6 separate regions of the Mus musculus genome follow, and all the other regions are linked to region 6. Evidence: chromatin contacts called from public Hi-C, HiChIP or PLAC-seq, Micro-C and promoter capture Hi-C data. All regions are on one chromosome and are shown on one strand. The core of a region is the stretch at or near the end of the contact, and the rest is flanking DNA. Distances in the headings are between cores, read along the strand shown. Region 1 holds the start of Cyb561 (cytochrome b-561). Region 2 overlaps Mrc2 (mannose receptor, C type 2). Region 3 holds the start of Map3k3 (mitogen-activated protein kinase kinase kinase 3). Region 4 overlaps Tanc2 (tetratricopeptide repeat, ankyrin repeat and coiled-coil containing 2). Region 5 holds the start of Kcnh6 (potassium voltage-gated channel, subfamily H (eag-related), member 6). Region 6 holds the start of Tanc2 (tetratricopeptide repeat, ankyrin repeat and coiled-coil containing 2).

Evidence for each region. Promoter capture Hi-C pulls out the DNA fragments that hold promoters and counts their contacts. A called contact is a pair of places that touch in the nucleus more often than the background predicts. HiChIP or PLAC-seq counts read pairs in DNA pulled down with a chosen protein or histone mark.
Region 1: a contact with region 6 is called in a Micro-C map of embryonic stem cells, with 3 times the contacts expected there. The contact joins the promoter of Cyb561 here to the promoter of Tanc2 in region 6. A contact is called at or near these places in 7 of 39 promoter capture datasets (the 3T3-L1 cell line, the SN4741 cell line, cranial neural crest and 3 more), 2 of 484 Hi-C or Micro-C datasets (both in embryonic stem cells), 7 of 115 datasets of contacts at active chromatin or transcription factors (craniofacial prominence, embryonic midbrain, embryonic stem cells and 3 more) and 3 of 9 other capture datasets (embryonic stem cells, liver and macrophages).
Region 2: a Hi-C map of bone marrow-derived macrophages shows a contact between it and region 6, with 22 read pairs. The contact joins the enhancer-like site here to the promoter of Tanc2 in region 6. A contact is called at or near these places in 9 of 39 promoter capture datasets (the C10 cell line, the HPC-7 cell line, cranial neural crest and 5 more), 6 of 484 Hi-C or Micro-C datasets (bone marrow-derived macrophages, embryonic stem cells and muscle stem cells), 19 of 115 datasets of contacts at active chromatin or transcription factors (astrocytes, bone marrow-derived macrophages, craniofacial prominence and 13 more) and 2 of 9 other capture datasets (adipose tissue and embryonic stem cells).
Region 3: a Micro-C map of embryonic stem cells shows a contact between it and region 6, with 7 times the contacts expected there. The contact joins the promoter of Map3k3 here to the promoter of Tanc2 in region 6. A contact is called at or near these places in 6 of 39 promoter capture datasets (the 3T3-L1 cell line, cranial neural crest, hematopoietic stem and progenitor cells and 3 more) and 3 of 484 Hi-C or Micro-C datasets (all in embryonic stem cells).
Region 4: a contact with region 6 is called in an H3K4me3 HiChIP or PLAC-seq map of embryonic stem cells, with 18 read pairs. The contact joins the enhancer-like site here to the promoter of Tanc2 in region 6. A contact is called at or near these places in 14 of 39 promoter capture datasets (the 3T3-L1 cell line, 3T3-L1-derived adipocytes, the C10 cell line and 9 more), 45 of 484 Hi-C or Micro-C datasets (the AML12 cell line, CD4 T cells, DN3 thymocytes and 29 more), 16 of 115 datasets of contacts at active chromatin or transcription factors (bone marrow-derived macrophages, craniofacial prominence, effector CD8 T cells and 12 more) and 4 of 9 other capture datasets (adipose tissue, embryonic stem cells, liver and 1 more).
Region 5: a contact with region 6 is called in a promoter capture Hi-C map of the SN4741 cell line, with 4 times the contacts expected there. The contact joins the promoter of Kcnh6 here to the promoter of Tanc2 in region 6. A contact is called at or near these places in 4 of 39 promoter capture datasets (the 3T3-L1 cell line, the SN4741 cell line, embryonic stem cells and 1 more), 1 of 484 Hi-C or Micro-C datasets (frontal cortex) and 2 of 115 datasets of contacts at active chromatin or transcription factors (astrocytes and embryonic forebrain).

The regions. Positions count from the first base shown.
Region 1 is chr11:105,943,125-105,945,824 of GRCm38.p6, reverse strand. Cyb561 (cytochrome b-561) reads left to right here and starts at 1,338. Exons shown (of 6, transcript NM_007805.5): 1 at 1,338-1,714.
Region 2 is chr11:105,310,917-105,313,876 of GRCm38.p6, reverse strand. The region is part of intron 1 of Mrc2 (mannose receptor, C type 2); the gene reads right to left. Among named protein-coding and RNA genes, the nearest start is that of Mrc2, 20 kb to the right of the region's middle. Within about 2 kb of position 1,451, at least 145 of the 459 cell types and tissues checked have an H3K27ac peak or open chromatin away from gene starts, as enhancers often do. A contact at or near this core is called in the HPC-7 cell line, adipose tissue, bone marrow-derived macrophages and 8 more, where this site is marked.
Region 3 is chr11:106,083,092-106,085,837 of GRCm38.p6, reverse strand. It overlaps Map3k3 (mitogen-activated protein kinase kinase kinase 3), which reads right to left and starts at 1,251. Exons shown (of 16, transcript NM_011947.4): 1 at 905-1,251. The coding sequence starts at 908.
Region 4 is chr11:105,897,926-105,900,780 of GRCm38.p6, reverse strand. It overlaps Tanc2 (tetratricopeptide repeat, ankyrin repeat and coiled-coil containing 2), which reads right to left. Exons shown (of 26, transcript NM_181071.3): 17 at 912-1,097. Among named protein-coding and RNA genes, the nearest start is that of Cyb561, 45 kb to the left of the region's middle. Within about 2 kb of position 1,335, at least 19 of the 459 cell types and tissues checked have an H3K27ac peak or open chromatin away from gene starts, as enhancers often do. A contact at or near this core is called in the HL-1 cell line, embryonic stem cells and extraembryonic endoderm stem cells, where this site is marked.
Region 5 is chr11:106,006,809-106,009,508 of GRCm38.p6, reverse strand. It overlaps Kcnh6 (potassium voltage-gated channel, subfamily H (eag-related), member 6), which reads right to left and starts at 1,361. Exons shown (of 13, transcript NM_001037712.2): 1 at 1,231-1,361; 2 at 296-526. The coding sequence starts at 1,306. Ace3 (angiotensin I converting enzyme (peptidyl-dipeptidase A) 3) reads right to left here. Exons shown (of 15, transcript NM_001101453.3): 15 at 1,959-2,559. The region is part of intron 2 of Gm35971 (a long non-coding RNA gene); the gene reads left to right.
Region 6 is chr11:105,588,682-105,591,381 of GRCm38.p6, reverse strand. It overlaps Tanc2 (tetratricopeptide repeat, ankyrin repeat and coiled-coil containing 2), which reads right to left and starts at 1,396. Exons shown (of 26, transcript NM_181071.3): 1 at 1,133-1,396.

The sequences.
Region 1 (2,700 bases), core at 89-2,588, 350 kb before region 6:
GTGCACGTACACACACACAAACACACACACACAAGACCTGGTTACATTTGAGAAACGCTTAGGATCTATTCATGCTAAATTTCTAAGATAGAAATGTAACTAGGAATCCTGGTTTTCCCCTCAGCTTTCTGCACTGGGTAGCCCTGGGGAGAAAGAATGTGCCAGGTGGGAGTGGGTCTGCCTTAGGTCTGGCGTCCTGGTTATGAGGACAAAATTTATTCTGCTCGGTGCCTTTTTTTGCTCCTTAAGGCCTTTCGCTCAGAGACCCCCTCCCTGCATCGTGAGTGTGTGTGAGTGTATGTGTGGTCGTCATAACTCTAGTCTTTCCCATACTGCCACACTGGCGGTCAGGAAATGCACTGTGAAGCAGTCAGCTTGGAGACTTGAAGGAATGAGGTAGGGGATGATCCAACAAAGGACTCTCCCAACAGGAGCCTCCCCGGGTCTTGGAAGGCACTTTAAGACCAACACTTAAACAAGATTCCATCCTGCCAAAATCGGTCCCTCCTTTTCCTCCCAGGAGCCCAAATATACCCAGCAAACAATGAGAAATGGCTCAGCGCCATGTTTAGTTTATAAGCATGTATTTATTGCCTGCACCACCAAGGAAGCTGTTGCTTACCTTAAAAAGCCCATTAGCTTCTGCCAGACGAAAAGTTACCATAAGGTAATTCCGGTTTTTGGTTCTCTCTCAACCGTACACTAGACAGCATACCCACCCTCTAAGAAGGAGCCCCCGCCCCAATTCTGGCTTCTACCAGTGGGCAGCTCCCAGCATGCTGAGGTGTTCCAGGGACTGCCTTCACAGTCATGCTTTGCCTCACAAGGTAAAATACCCCATTTCTCTCCTCCTCTCCGTGAGTCTGGCCAGGCATCCAACAGGAAAGAACCTTTTGTTCCCAGCTTGTAGGAAGTCTGAGCTAGGCTCTTATCTATTCGTAGCATTTCCTGGATAGCGGGCCAGGATCTGCTAAGCTCCCAGCCTTGGTCTTGGCAACAGTCTTAAGTACAGACCTTGGCATACACCAGGTCTAGGACTTAAATGAGAAGTTGGAAGGACACAATTTACCCTTAGATTGGTGTCTCTGTCTCTCTCTCTCTCTCTCTCTCTGTGTGTGTGTGTGTGTGTGTGTGTGTGTGTGTGTGTGTATCCTGGAGTGGAAAAAATGGGAGGCAAACTGTATCAACAACAGTGTCTATGTGGTCAATGTGGCTGGTGTGCAGATGCGGAAGGGCAGGGTTATTCCCAGCCTTCCAGTAAAGTGTAAAGTGCCATCTCCGCCCACGAGGGCTGGAAGAGGTGACCCTGGGTTCCCGGAGCTGAGCTTGGGCCCAGGCCAGGCCTGACACCTAGCGGCCTCCTGGGTTTGGGCGTGGAGAGTAGCGAGCGAGAAGCTAGAGACCGGGAACCCGGGCGCCGAACCCGCGCCGCTAACCTTCCCCGCACGCCGGTCCCGAGCCAGTCCGGAGCCAGTCCCGAAGCTGCTGGAGTTCGGGTCCTGAGTGCGGGTCGGTGTAGCCGAGGTGCCCTACCGAGTGCCGGCGCCTGGCGGGACTTCCGGCGCAGGTGACCGTCGCCTCCTCGCGCGCGCTACCGCTTCCCCGCCGCCGCCCCGTCTCCATGGCGACGCCGTCGCGCCGAGGCTCGTGGAACCTGCCGAGCGTCCGGGGCGCGGCGCGTGGACGCGCGCAGGCCTGGCGGCGGCGGGACAAGGTAGGCGACGGGGAGGTGGGGAGCCGAGTTCCGCGCGGAGGGGCGGAGGGGACTGTGGCCAGGTGAGGCAGGGCTTCGAGCCGCCCTTCCGCGCGCACCTGCCCGCACCGACCCGGCGCTGCCCGGCTTGTCCCCTGACGCGGGTGTTGTGCTGCTGGCACCCGGCAAGGCAGCCGGGGGAGCGCGGGCCGCGTCTGCCCGAGTTAGAATGGGGACTGCTGGTGACTTGAATTCAAGTCCAGGGGCCTGCGGCTGTACTGTAGAACAAAGTGGGTGGGAGTGGACCAATCTGCATTCGCCACGACTGAGCTCCCACTGTCCCCGCGGCCGGTCCCTGCGCTCAGGTGCGGGCCTGGTGGATCCTCTTTCTCTTCTTCCGCATCCCACCGTCCTCGGGCAGGATAACTAGTTCCTATCCTGGCAGAACGCCTGGCTTCGTGCTTTGGCCTTGGAAGTGACTCAGGGGCGGAACTTCTCGGAGAGAGGGATCTGCTGCCGCCTCTGACTCCTGGAGTGGTAGCCAGGCCACCTCCCCCTTTCCGGTCACTTCTCTTCTTACCCTTACCACCTTTCCACAGGCGCTGCAGCACCACAAGTCACAGACACTTTTGGTTGCCCTTCCTTTTTTTGTCTTGGCAATTTTCTTTAAGAAAAGCCCCATCTCCGATACCTGAGTTCTGTCCGCTTCTTAACAAAACAAAAAGCAAAGTGTTCTCACCTCCCTTAGATACCTTGATTGCTCCTCAGCACTTGGATCTGGGAGGAAAATACTGGACTGCTCCAACCCCACCCCTTGTAGGAGGAGCTCCTGGAACCAGAAGTAGAGTTGCACACAGATGCCCTGCCCTGCCATTGTCCCTGGGTAGGCAGAGCCCAGGTTTCTTGAACTTACAGACATCTGAATGCTGGGATTAAAGGCCATGCCAGGCCTTGCGTTCCATTTTCTAATCGCCTCACAATTAATTAGAGTACAAGTGGGAATATGA
Region 2 (2,960 bases), core at 202-2,701, 280 kb after region 6:
TCACCAGAGTATAGCAGGAATCTCTCTGGTACTGCCAAAGCGGTGGTCCACCCTTTCCATGTCTCAGATGTCCGGGCTATCACCATGGAAACTTATTCCCATGCACAGACAGAGAGTGGGTTTTAAAGCAATGTGGCAAGGCGGGTTTTATTTCTCCACAGAAACCTCCTCGCTGCCCCTGAAGCTTACCAGACTCCTCCAGAGCAGACCGGGCCAGAGGTGGGAGCCCTTAGCTAACCGGCTGCTCTCTAGGACAAGCTGAAGACATTGCTGCTGAAGGAAGCGGTTGAGGAGCTAATTTGAGCCCGGTGCCTGACATGCAGCAGCAGACTCAGGAAATCGCTGTTGAACGAAAGGCATGTGCTACGAAATCCTGAAGGCTCGCTGGAGCAGAGGCGAGGACAGGAGGGTGTTCCAGGCTGGGGAACCGCAGGCCCAAAGGCCAGACACTGGAATCTGAAACTGGGGCCCCGGCCACCATCTGGCTTAGCTCTTGGAGAGCTGGTGACTCTAGGGGGTGGGGGGGGGGGGAGATCTGACCTAAAGATTGCAGTGTGGCCTTCAGTCCTTCAGCATCCCTCTTATTAGTCCCCTCCCCAGGTCACATAGAGGGAGAGGTGAGGCTGTCATTCCAGGGAGAGCCAGAGCCTGGCTCAGGGGCTGCCAGCCAAGAGAAGCAGCTGTTTTTAATTGGCCTTAAGGTCAAGCCTGGAAATGTCCTTGAGTCAGCAGAAGCTGCCAGCTCCACTTTGCTAAGGGGTCAGCCCTGGAGACCCAGCAGTTCACCCTACATTCCCTCTGCTAGACTGTGCCCATATAGTTGTAGACACAGGGACTCTGGGCAAGGGGGTGGAGCCATCCCTCCCCTCGAGACACACAGTCCTACCCCACTTCACCCTACCAAAAACCTGAGGTGGGTTTCCCTCTCTCCTCTCCTTCCTCCTGCTCAGCAGCTATCAGTTCCTGCCTGTCCAAACTGTGGGCCACCCATTGCTTCAAGTGCTTTTGCCTAACCCTTTGCCCGCAGCACAGGCTGCTCTGCCCTTTGCTGTGCAGTCGCCACGGGATGGATTCCTCTCTCCTTCTTTTCCAGACATGTCCTTCCTTCTGGTTTAACATGTGGGCTGACAAGTGTGTTATCCGATGCCTGACGGGAATGAGTGTAGGCGTGAGATTCTCGTCTCCCTGTTAAATGCAAGAGACCTTGCTGGAGACTGTGGGAAGCCTAGATCTGTGCGCTTTCCGGTGGATCTGAAGTCCTGGCCCAGGAAAAGGGTCTTGGTGGGGCTTGAACCCTGGGGTTTTCTGGGAACACAAACCTTCACCACCCTGGCTCTCTCCCTGGCTTGTTGGGACGACTGGATCTTAGCCAGGCGTCGTGGCAGATGTCTGCAGTCTCAGCACTCAGCAGGCTTGAGGCAAGATGACTGGTACTTAAGAGGCCAGCTGGGGCCACAGAGTAAGACCCTGTTCTAAAACATACACAAAGGCTGGATCAGTGGTTAAGAGCACTCATTGCTCTTCCATAGGATCAGAATTCACTTGCCAGTGACCATGTAAGGCAGCCTGTAACTCCAGAGCCACAGGATCTGATAGATACTCTCTTCTGATCTCCTAGGGTACCTGCATACACTCGCGGGCACACGTGTACACACACACACACACACACACACACACACACAATTTTATTAAAACAAACAAACAAACAAACACACAAACGAACACCTCTAAAAGGCAAACACAAACAAAACGGGGGGGAGGGGGGGAGGCTGGAGATCATTCGGCCCACCCTGATGGCTTTTGTCTTCTCATGACCAAGCATCACCAATGCCTTTTCAGCCTGTCCCTTCCCAGGCTTCATCTTCCATGACAAAGCCTAGAGCCACCTAGAGTCCACAAAAGCAGAGACTCTCTTTGCTACTCTCAGGATCAGCTCCTTCACTAAAGACCCAGACCCGCATCCCCGACCATCCCAGGAGCCTACCACACCCGCGAGGGCCTGGCTCAGGTCCCTGCCCGGGGCGCCCTGAGATCTGTGCCCAGCTCACCCGGCCCTCTCCCCAGAGGCCATCTGCGAGCCCCCAGCCAAAACAAACAGCCCATCAGCCACTTCCTTCCCGATGAGGGCACTTGCACAACCACGGATACTGTGACGATGACGGCAGGAAATGATTTTCTAGGCCAGCACAGTCCAACCCCACTGCCCCGGGCCAAAATTGGAATTCAGACCCGGACACGCGTGGGTGAAATACATCCACGCCAAAGCGCTGCCCTCGGCAACCTTGAGAGGATCTGCCCCCAACAACCGCCAGTACTCTATGAAGGCAGGTCTCCAAGGCTCCTGGGAGCCATCAGTGTGTGGGAGGGAACTATGAGCGTATTATTTCAGAGAATCACTTATTTCTGAGTCCCGGCCTCTATACCAGGTTAGACACCCACATAACTGCTGGGGATGAATGGCTGAGTGAACGTATTTGGAGACATCCACACACATTTCAGAAAAGCATCATTCCTTTAAATTTAATTTTGACTTCGGGGGTGGGGGGGGGCAGCAAGGACTGAAATACTAGAAATATCATTTTTGCTCTTACAGGGACGGTGTTTGGAGGCTCTCACTTGCCATACCGTGGTAAGCTTTCCTAAAATACAGACTCTAACAAAACTAGGCTGACTCAAAGCCCCGTAATAGTATCCCTTACTGAGGAGTGGAAAAATCATTGTAGAAACGTTGAAGCACAAGCATAGAGTCAGAAAATAAAATTAATATGAGACTTTTTTTAACGTAATAAAAACCAAGGCTTGTTCTATGAAAAAAAAATATTAGGAATGTGAGAAGCCTCCTCCTGCTTCCCATAACACCAACGGGAATAAAGTTCTCTTTTGGGCCAACCCGAGGGTTTCAGTGGCCATGGAATTCTAAATAAACATTTTAGGGGAGGGGGGGGGTTCTGGAGAGATGG
Region 3 (2,746 bases), core at 2-2,501, 490 kb before region 6:
CCAAAATTATGCAAAATATATATAAAACAGCTCAAATATTTTGTAGAAGGCATTAAAAAAACTTTTCTTAGATTACATCTTCACAGGAGAATTACAAATACTGACAAAAAGGAAATGATTTCATAGTGATCCTTTTATGTACCGAATGCCTCTTTCAAAAAGTTACATAGTTGCAGGGGTAGCGCAGGATAAATATAAAAGCCGGGTTTTTCCAAAAGTAGGGTTTGAGTTATAACCCTCAGCGCTCAAGGATTCTTAACTTCCAGTAATCTGCGAGGAGCGCAGCTCGCATTTCTCAAGCCTGCTATTGCTAACAGGGATCCGCGTCGAATAGCGTCGCAGTGGATGCCCCGCATACCCTCCCCCCGCGTCCCCCTCCCCCGCGCAGGAGAGCGCACAGAGCTCCAGAGCAAAGCCCCGGGAACTCACAGGCCAGCCTGTGTGAGCAAAGGGAAGGAAATGACACAGGCAGGAAAAAAAAAAAAAAAAAAAAGCAAATCAAGGAAAAGACACAACAGCAGCTGGGCCTGCACCAGGCTCCAGCCCCGGCCCCACACTGAGCTCCGGCTCCCCCACCCTCAAGCTCGCGCGCCAGCTCGCTGGGGACCGCAGTGGGCCGCCCGACGGGCCTCGGTCCCGCAGACCCCTCCCCGGGATACGCCGGCCGCATGCCCGGAAAGAGAGTTGCCGAGTGGGTTTGGCCGGTAGGGCACCCCCGGAGGTAGCCAGAACGGCGCCCCGATCGAGGCACCGCGGAGAGGCGAGCGGTCCGCGATCCTCAGCCCCGGGCCCGGCGAACTGTCCATGCCTTGTCAGGCGGCGGCCCAGGGTCCTCCTCCCCTCAGCCTGGGGCGGGGCGTCGCGAAGCAGCGCGGGCACAGGCCGGGGCGGTGGCGGTACTCACCCATGGTGGCGATGGCGGAGGCGGCGGTGGCGACTACAGCCCAGAAGTGTCACCTCCGCAGCCGGGGCTGCATGCCGGGGGAGCGGGCGGCGGGGACGGCAGCGGGCCTGGCTCCGCGCGGGGGCCGTGGGCTGCGCTCGGGGCCCCCGCCGCCTCCCCAGGCTCCGGCTCCGGCCGCGGCCGGGCGCTGTGGCATGAGCAGGTTGGCCCGCTACATCCCCGGCGCTCCCAGGCTCGGCCCAACCCGGCCTCGGCGGCGCCACTCGACCGGGCCGCCTGCGAGTCCTGAAGTCCAGAAGACGCTCCGACCGGCCACTGTTCTCCACCTCAGGAACGCTCCGAAAAACAAACCGCTGGGCGCGCAGCAAGCCTTGCAGCCTGTCACTCATGCCAGCATCTGCCAATCGCATGCAGCCGCTGGGCCTTGGCACTACCCCCACTCTCATTACCAGCCAATAACCAGGAGGAAGTCAGATACTCCCGCCTCCTCCTCCCCGCTCTCTCCCAACGCCCTCACTCTCATCCGCCAGCTAATCACGACGGACCAATCCCGCCTACTCTCACAGGATGCCAATGGGCGAAGTCAAGGCGATTTCCGAGGGCTGGCTAGAGCCTGCCAATCACTGAGACAGCGCCCGTCCTCTCGCGCCTAGCCAATCACGGAGAGAGCGCTGAGTACCCGCCGCGGAGTGTCGCTAGCTGGCGCTCTCAGCCTCTCTGGCCAAGGTGTGGGCTGCTCCAATCACTGCTCCGGCTTGAGGCTCCGCCCACAACCCTCTGCTCAGTTGCGGAACCCTCGGCGGGCGCGCGGGCTGGCGCCGTTCCCCTCGGCGGCTACCCCGGCCTGGCGCCTTGCAAAGTCGTCTTCTGTAGAGGCCCTCAGAAAAAGAAAACCTTCGGCCCTATGGTTGTCGGTTGTTGGCGACCTCGAGGTGCTGAGGTGTCCGGCCCCTGCTGGGGCAAAGTGTCTGGCGCGGATTGGGCAGGGAAGGTTTGGCTCGATGCTTTCAGGCTACTTGAGCTGCGCGATACCCTGAGTAGCCTCGGCTTACAGGCAGGGGGATGGTCTTGTTACTTCTCTCATCCCCCTGGGTCTCAGACCTCCGAGGCCACACCTGATACTCCGTCTTCAAAGGCTAGGCTAGTGCTGGAATGTGGGTCCCCACATTCTGAGTTCTGCTAGAGTTGCTTTTGGACAAGTTTTGCTCTTAGAATTATAAAAGCGAGACACGTTTTTAAAAGAAAACTTAAAAGTGCAGGAAAACAGAAAGAAAAGCCCTACCCTGAAGATAGTTTTATCTATTTCCTACCTAGATATGCAACGTTAGACAAAAAATAACTTCATATTGTTTTCTGGTGTGCTTACACTTTTGTGCTTCCTGTGCCACTAAATATTGTCTCAAAACAATTGTACTGGCTGTGTGATCTTTCAAAAGAGCATTGTGATTAACTTTTTCAACCTCCATTGTTTCAATAATTCATACACCCAGTCTTAAGATTCCAACTCTACCACAGTTAGTGTGGCTTCCCTTTCTCTGGAGACAGTTCCAATGACATATTTCAGATTCCAGAAAAATCTGATGCCATTTTCAGTTGTCATTTAGAAACACTTACCTTAGGAGGTGGCTTTGGAGTATCAGATCTCTTAAGGAGTGTCTTACGCAATTCTTTTTCTTCATCCCCACTCTCAACCCATACTATTAACTTTATTGTCCTCTCTCTCTCTCTCTCTCTCTCTCTCTCTCTCTCTCTCTCTCTCTCGTGTGTGTGTGTGTGTGTGTGTGTGTGTGTGTGTGTGTACGAGGTGTTTGTTGTTTGAGACAGAGTCTCTAACCTAGACTG
Region 4 (2,855 bases), core at 86-2,585, 310 kb before region 6:
AACTCAGAAATCCGCCTGCCTCTGCCTCCCAAGTGCTGGGATTAAAGGCGTGCGCCACCACGCCCGGCCCAATGCGTTTCATTTTAATCAGTACAGGTGAGAGACAGTTAACAGTAAATCCAACATCAGAGTCAATGGCCGTAAAATTACTGGGAAAAAGCAAATTAGATGCAATTCTACTTGTTACATCATAGGTTGCAACCACAGGTTGGCTACAGATTCATATTTGACCAAAGCCAACACTCAATTAACCATTCAATTGAGAACACTGTTTGTCACAGTGTAGCCCATTCCTTAGATTAGTAAAATTTATAATAAGCATAAGCAGCTGTGTACCTGCTCCCTGGTTATAGTCTTTTCCTTTCCTCATTGTCAGTTACTTAACATTTCACAGAATACTACCAAGTCCATGAATTTGCCACACTTATTAATAATGTAGAAAATGCCATCTGTATGGTATTAATTATTTAGAGCATCCTTCATAGCAGCCTTGTAAAAAGACTTCAGTAACTTTATGGATGAAGACTAGGGTTCTAAGGCAGTAAGAAAACTGTACCATCTTGGACCAAAATCAACCATTCTGAGGTTCTGTGGGGTGCATCCTTCTTGTCCCAAAATGTCTGACCATATGTCTACAGGTCAGTAACTCCTCTGTGTTTTAGTGTCACAGAAAGTGTGGGAGAAGCTGTGACAATTTCCAAACTCTTTTCTTTTTTTTTTTTTCCAAACTCTTTTCTGACTCTTAAGTTTTTCCACGCACATAATTCTAGGTACGTAGTATTAGAGTATTGTGGAGTTTAATCCCCTGTTCATCACAAAAGTGATTAAAAACTTTTCACCAGTGTGGCTGGCAATTTTGCATCATTCAAGTCTTTGCCCCACAGTTTCTTAGGTCCTTTTTTTTTTCTTACCTCAGTGTAACCCATGCTGGCTGCAGCAATGAGGGCCTGCTGGATGGCGTGGCTCTTCTTAAACACTCCTTGCTGCTGGCCAGCCATTGTCCAGTCACACTGAATCAGAAACTTGACAACCTCTAGATGACCTCGCAGAGCAGCATGAACCAAAGCACACTGTCCATTCTTATCCAAGTGATCCACCTATGGGAAGAAAATAGAGAGAGCTGTGAACAAGGAACTCAGCCTAGATTATTGATGTCCAGTTCCTCTGTACATCCCTCTGCAGAGAACTTTCCCCAGAAAATGAGGCAAGGCTTTTGTTTTTACATTCAAAGAAAAAAACAAAACCCTCAGGTGATTTGGTTGGAATGCAGACACACTCTGGATTACAGAATGACCTTGGTGGAATACAGACACACCCTTAGTACACACACCTTTTATCCCAAACAATATAGGTGAATTTAGTTTGTAGAAAGCAGGCATGTTTGAAATGTCTAAGAGGAGAAGACAAAGTAACAAGTCAGAGGAAGACTTGACAGAATGAGTCATAGATAGGATCTGCCCAACTCTCACGAGAACAGACAGGAAAGAGAGGCTACTTAGGAGCAGTGAGGGAGAAAGAATGTGCCAATTCAGAGGACTTGAGTTGAGTTGAGTTTGGGGCAGTTCATTTTGTGGAGTTCAGAGGGAATCTTTCCAAGCAGAGCAATTCAGTCAGAAAGTGAGAGAAGCCAATTTGAATCAATCAGTTTGGAGAGGAGTTTGGGCTACCTCAATAGCCAAGTTGAACCAGCTAGCCAGAGTTCAGAAAGAACTAGAAAGATTGAGTGTATTTATCGGTAAGCGTCCTAGATAACAATTACATCTGGTGAGTAAAAGTTCTATTTATATAATAACTAACTCCCAGAAGCTGGATTATGAGTAGTGACAGAGAGTGAGGAAGAGAGGTGGCTGAGGATGGGTCTGAGGGATGTGAAGGGATGAGCTGTAGCTTCTGGTAAGCAGGTGAGAAGACTTTCTTTTTAAGGTCAATCAGATAAAGTAAATATTTATAAACCTACAAATATTTGGAAAAGGGTGATGTGAATTAAGAAGAGAAAAGAAATAACAAGTGAAATAAAGAGCAACAGACCAGGACCAAGAGCACAGGTAGAAGAAATGCTGAAAGAAAATCAAGTGCTTCCTTGTTAGGCAGGAGCATAGGCCAGTGTGGCAAAGAACACTGTTCTATGACAGACGTTCCCTGAGATAGACACTTCCTTTATCCTCCTCTTCCTCCTCCTTTTTTTTTGAGGGCCTTCCTGTATATCCCAGGCTGACTTTAAACTTGTGAGTCTCTTGCCTCAGTCTCCCAAGTCATGGAGTTACAGATGTGTACCCCCTGACTCTTCAGGGTTTCTCTATATAGTTCTGGCTGTCCTAGAACTGGCTTTATAGACTAGAATGGCCTAAACTCATGCAGATCCACCTGCCTATGCCTCCCCACGGCTGGGTTTTTTGGTTGTGCACCACCATGCCAGGTTCCACATCTTGTTTTTAGCTTAATCTTTTTTTTTTTTTTTTTTTTAAAGATTTTATTTATTTATTTATTTATTTATTTATTTATTTATTTATTTATTATATGTAAGCACACTGTAGCTATCTTCAGACACTCCAGAAGAGGGCATCATCTTGTTATGGATGGTTGTGAGCCACCATGTGGTTGCTGGGATTTGAACTCTGGACCTTCAGAAGAGCAGTCGGTGTTCTTACCCACTGAGCCATCTCGCCAACCCCTAGCTTAATCTTACTAATACAAAATACAGAAGAGATGTGATAGGATTTTGAAAAGAATAAACAGTGTAACCATCTGCTCTGGGAAAACAATGAAAAACAAGTAAAAAAAAGTGGCATGGTGGTATAGGGCAGAGATGATTCAAGGACCCAGTTGGATGTAAATTACATCAAGAGTACTATCAG
Region 5 (2,700 bases), core at 112-2,611, 420 kb before region 6:
TTGACAGCTGGGGCTGGCAGTGACAGAGTAGGTAGCTGGGAGGTGGGGGAGGGAAAGTGGAGCAAGAGGCTGTTCTATACCAGTACCAATAGCTGGCTCAGCCCAATCTCAAGTCCCTTAGAAGACATAACATGCAATTCTCATTGCTTCTCTCTAATACTAAGGAAACCAAGGCCCAGAGTGGGGATAGAAGTGGTCCAGGCTCTTTGGCTCTTAGGTCAGACCCTTCCCCCAGGGCACTCCATGATAGACAAGAAAGGTAGCCTACAGGACCCTTGGCCCAACTGAGTCTCACCATCCTTGCGATAGTAGAGGATGTCCACCTTGCACTCTTCAGCCCCAAGCAGGGCCTGCGCCAGGCGGGACACAGCACTGCTCGGAGTGTTCGGGCCAGTGAGGAAGTCACAGGTACAGGGTCGCTGCATCACCTCCACACGGGAGTAGCCGAAGAGTTCGCAGAAGCCATCATTGCAGTAGATGATGGCACAGTTCTCCATCTGTGCATTGGCAATCAGGAACTTACGACCTGGGGTGGGAAGAAAAAGGTAGGAAGACCGTGGCAGCCAGGAGTGGGTAGTTGGGAGAGAAAGATTACAGGGACCGGTGGCAGCCAAGGAGGGGATTTATACACAGGAGCAGGCAGGGGCCAGAATGAGGGAGGTGGAGGACAGAGCAAGGGAGGGTGGAAGAACCAAGAGTCCTGGGGAAAGGTCATTCCTTCTGGGAGCACAGAGGGGCATGAAGGAGGCAGGGAGCAGAAAAGTAGGGGTGTGGGAACCAAGCTTGGGGGCTAGGGTCAGTAGAGTGGGAGGAAGACCCCAGAACTCCTGGAATAATAGTTGGGATCCAGACCAGAAAGCAGGACTGTGACCAGGGAGTCAGACCTGCTCTGTGGGTGAAAAGAAGGAAGTCAGGCAAACCTCTAGGAGAGGCATGAATGGTCTGGAGGGGTAAGTGGGCAGTGACTGAGAGGGCAGGCCAGGGTTTGTAACACCAAGAAAACTGCTGTGAGCAGGTAGAAGAGTGGCATTATGCCCAAGACACAGCACATATGGAGGAGGTGTTGGGGACATCAAAACGAAAGATTTTGTATTCAGAATCTACCCCCCCCCCCAGCCCCCAGCCCTGCCATTTCTTTTACCCCATCAGAAGTTAGTGAAGAGTTTGGCTGCTCCTGCCATCCAACCCGTACTGCAGAGAGTCCCCCACACCCCCAAACCTCACACTTACTCTGGCCCTCAAACTTGCGGATGATGGTGTCCAAGTAAGTGTTTTGGGGAGCAACGTGGCCCCTGCGGACTGGCATCTTTCTGTAACACCACTTGCTGGGAGTGACCGGTGCCCTGGCTTCTGGCGTCTCCGTCAGTCCTGGGGCTCAGCAGCGTCGGGCTGGGGTGGGCGCCGCCCCCGGGGAGGGCTATCGGGCCCCGCCCGTCCTCCAGCGTCTGCCCTCCCCGCCCTCTCTAGTCCTCCCGCTCCCACGGCTCAGCGCTCCTCCTCCTTCCACGAGGCTTGCGCCCGGGAGCTGTCCGCGTCGTGGTGCTGAAATAAGCCAAGGGACGTGACAGGCAGACGGGGTTGGGGTTGGGGTTGGGGGTCAGGACAAGAGCAAATTCTGATCCATAAGGGGCTCTGAATCCTAGAGAGAGGGGCAGGGGTCCTGAACCTGGGATACTCTGAAGAACTTCTGCTCATGTCCAAATAGACAGAGACCTCAGCATCTCTTTGGACCCCTTTTGATACTGAAGTAGTTTTCCAGGCAGAGGAGGGCAGAAGTTGTTAGGGGCTTCAGATAGTTTTTTGTTGAAGGCTGTCTTCAGGGATTTACCGCTGGGACTGACTGTGGCAATGGGGCACTTAGGCCCCTTGCCCACAAATGGCCGCCACCTATTAGCAAGTGACCACTGGTAAAAGTGTCTGTGTACTGATTAAAAATGAACACACTTAGAAAAAGCAAATTGGGGTGGGGTGAAGTTTATTGAAAAAAAGGGGGGTTTTCTGAGAGGAGAAAAGAAGGGCCACAGTTCATTAAGCACCTTGGTGGACTTGGAACTTTGCAGAGGGTCCCAAGACCAATTTTGAGCCACATTTTAGTAGCAAGCATTCAAAATGAAACATGCACCTTCGGAAAAGGCCCAAGGGTGGTGTCAATGCAGAGGGGCTGAACTGGCCAATGGAGGAGGTGAAAATGCAGGAGAAAAAAATGACAAGCAGCATCCAGTGCTAGTTTGAACATCCAGATTTAATTGATGGACAGCTACGTTTTTAAGAAGTCTGAGGTTCGGAAGGAAATTTGAAGGCCTTTGAAGCAAATATTCTGGCAGAAATATAAACTTTACAAAGTGGATGGGGGGGTGGAGGGGGTGGCCAAGGAGGCTCAGTGAGGTTTCCACTGAAGTCCAGGTGAGAGGCTTAGAGTCCTGGGCGGGATGTGTCCTTGCCACAATACCTGGTGGGGGACCTTGGCCACAGTGGTTGAGAGATGAGAGGGCTGCCAAGTGTGGTTTCCTGGGGGGGCAGAGATGTCTTGGCTGTCCCTGAATGTGGGGAGCAGGCTGGCTGTGGAAGAGAAGTGGGGACAGTATTTCCTATCCAGTCAGTAGCATGGGCTTACGCAGTAAGACATTCATTCATTTGCTTATTCATTCAAGCATTTTTCTGGTCTCCACATTACAAAGAGTAATCCCGACGCATGTTGAG
Region 6 (2,700 bases), core at 147-2,646:
TATAGCGTTTTTATCTTATCTCACCATCCCATCTCAAGAGCTAAAACATACCAGAATATTCCACTATTGCCAGGCTCTGTAATTAGCCACTGCCATAGCTTTTGGCTCCAACCCTTCAAAATGCCTGAAAATTTATCCCTTTTGTTCACCATATTGTTCTGTTTTCCTTGTTCCACTTATTTTCACCTGTAAAAAAGCCAAGGCAGGGACACATGAAAAATCGTTCCCTTTGCCTAACGATCCTGAACACACAATTACAGTCAGGGTGCTTGGCTTGTTTGTCTTTTTTTGTTGTTTGTGTTTTTCTTTTTTTTCTTTTTTCCTTGAGAGGAGCAGAGGAGAGAGTGAAAGACATCCAATCTTTTCCTAATGCTAATGACCATTGTTTATGTTTTCTGGGAAACATTTTAAACATTCCACACCTGGAATAGAGAGACAGGCTACAATTGCATGGATGCTCTACATGTTGATGACAAAATCTGAAATCATTTTAGCCCCATTTTTTTCCTTTCCCATCTCACAATCAGACAATCTTTTTTTTTTTTTTTTTTTTTTGCTTTCACGTGGGTACTTTCCCCATGTCAAAAATCGCAGCTCCTCTCGATCTCCTACGACAGAATATGTAGCAAAAGCCCCATTAGTCTTTTATTATAGTACACCTCCTTCCCCAAAGGAATTATTCATGTTCCTAATAACACTTCTACCATGCATTTCTACGCCACAGAGGCCAGCCCATCCTGTGCCTTTACCTGGCACATTTCACAACTACTTTTATGCTGCATTCAGGGACACATTTTGCAACTCGTTCTGCACCACATTCCTTGCCACGTTTAGCAATCTGCCTCGCATCTCATCCCGGTCCCCGTCATCCAAAGACCCTCCAGGTACCAAATACCAAGACCAACCTCGGTGACAACCAAGTGGTAGACCCCGGAGCCCTCCGAAGCCGCCCTCGGTCCCACATTCATTCGGAGGCAGCCTGCCTTCCCCACGCCTTCGACACCGGAGGCACTTCACTGTCCGTTTCCCAGTCTCCCTGCTCGCCCCAGCCCCCGCAGCTGAGGCGTCGCAAGCGAACGCCCCTGTCACCTCACCCTCACCGACCCTTCTTCCCTGCTCGCCCAGCCCTTACCTGCCGTTCTAAGGGGCGCGGCGCACCTCGGGGTCAAGCCCGCGTGCCAGTGGTCTCCGGTGAGGACCGCGCCGCCCGCGGACGCCCCACGGAGGATCCGCACCTCAGTCGGGCTCGGCGGGGCCTCGCGGCCGGCGAGCGCTGGCAGCCCGCTGCGGTCCTCCTGTCAGCGGCGGCGCGGGGGGGACAGGCTCGCCCCTCAGCACCGCGGCGGCGGCGGGCGCCTCGCTCCGCCTCGCGCGCGGCACAGCCGGGAGGTGAGCGCGAGGGGGATGGGAACGGGGGCGGGGCCGCCCGAGGAGGCGCGCGGGGCGGCGGAGGGAGCGCGGCGCCTGCCGCCTGGGGCCCCGCGCTAGCGGCGCTCGCAGCTGGCCGCGCTGGGCGGGCGGGCGGCTGGCGCGAGGCGGCTGTGGCCAGCGGGCCCCGCCGGAGCAGCGCGCGCCCAGCAACCCGCGCCCGGCAGGCCGCTCTCTAGCGCCGCCGCCGCGCCGGGGGCGTCGCACCCTCGGAGGCCGCCCGCAGCCCCGCCCCCTCCGGGCCGGGTTGGGGAGGAGCGCGAGCGCGGAGGGAGAGCGCGTGCGTGGGGGCGCGTGCGTGGTGGAGCGCGCGCGCCCCCGCCCCCCGCCCCTCCACGGCCTGGGGGCGGGGAGGCGTTGCGAGAGCTGGTGGTGGTGAACCCCGGCTCCGCGCTGACAGAGGGGGCCCTGGCGCTGCAGGACGTGTAGGCATTTCTGGTTTCCTCAGGGGGCTTGGACTGGTGGGGTCGAAGGCATTTGGTAAGGAAGAGGAGAGGAAGCTCAATAGCTGACAAGGCCCTAAAGAGTTTGGCTCCGCCCCCCGAGATGATGTCACTCTCGAGGTGGCTGCTGCTGTCACGTGCGCCCACTTCTGGGGGCCTTTCCTCCTGCTTTGATAGCCCGAACGTTCCTCTAGACTGCCCCCGGCTCTGGTCACCACAGGCACACGTGTCACTCAAAGTCATCGACGCCAACAAGTGTCAGTTATTCCTCTCCTGCGTCTCAGTGGTAATGTGTAGACTGCTTTCAAGATGCCACCGTTGCCTTTCGAACAGGGATGGGAGGAAAAACAACAATGGCTTGGGGGCGGGGGGGGGGCGAGGGAAAATAGAGAGGAAGAAAGAAAACTGTCATCTGGAACAATTGATGACAGTTCTCTAACCTTAGCTTGCTAGACTTCAGTAAAGTTGACACGCTGCCTCTGTCATTACCAGCTTCAATAAGAACTATAGTGATTTCAAGGCACCCGGCTAAGCATAGAAAGTCATCACATTAAGACCCCATTGGAGGCTATTCAGTCATGTTTCTCCCCAAACTCTCTGCCTAGATGGTCTTCAGCTTGCTTCAAACCACGAAAACAGCCCTTCAACTTTGCAGGATTCTTGGAATAAAAATTTTTTCCCAAGTGCGTGCTACAAGATGATACAAAGCAATCATCGTTGCATATTTTGCTTGGGTGAACTTCCATCCCATTAACTGAGATGACTTTTTCGTCATCTGCTTCTTAATGAAATGCCATGATTGGAAATAGATTCACAAATTGCATCAATC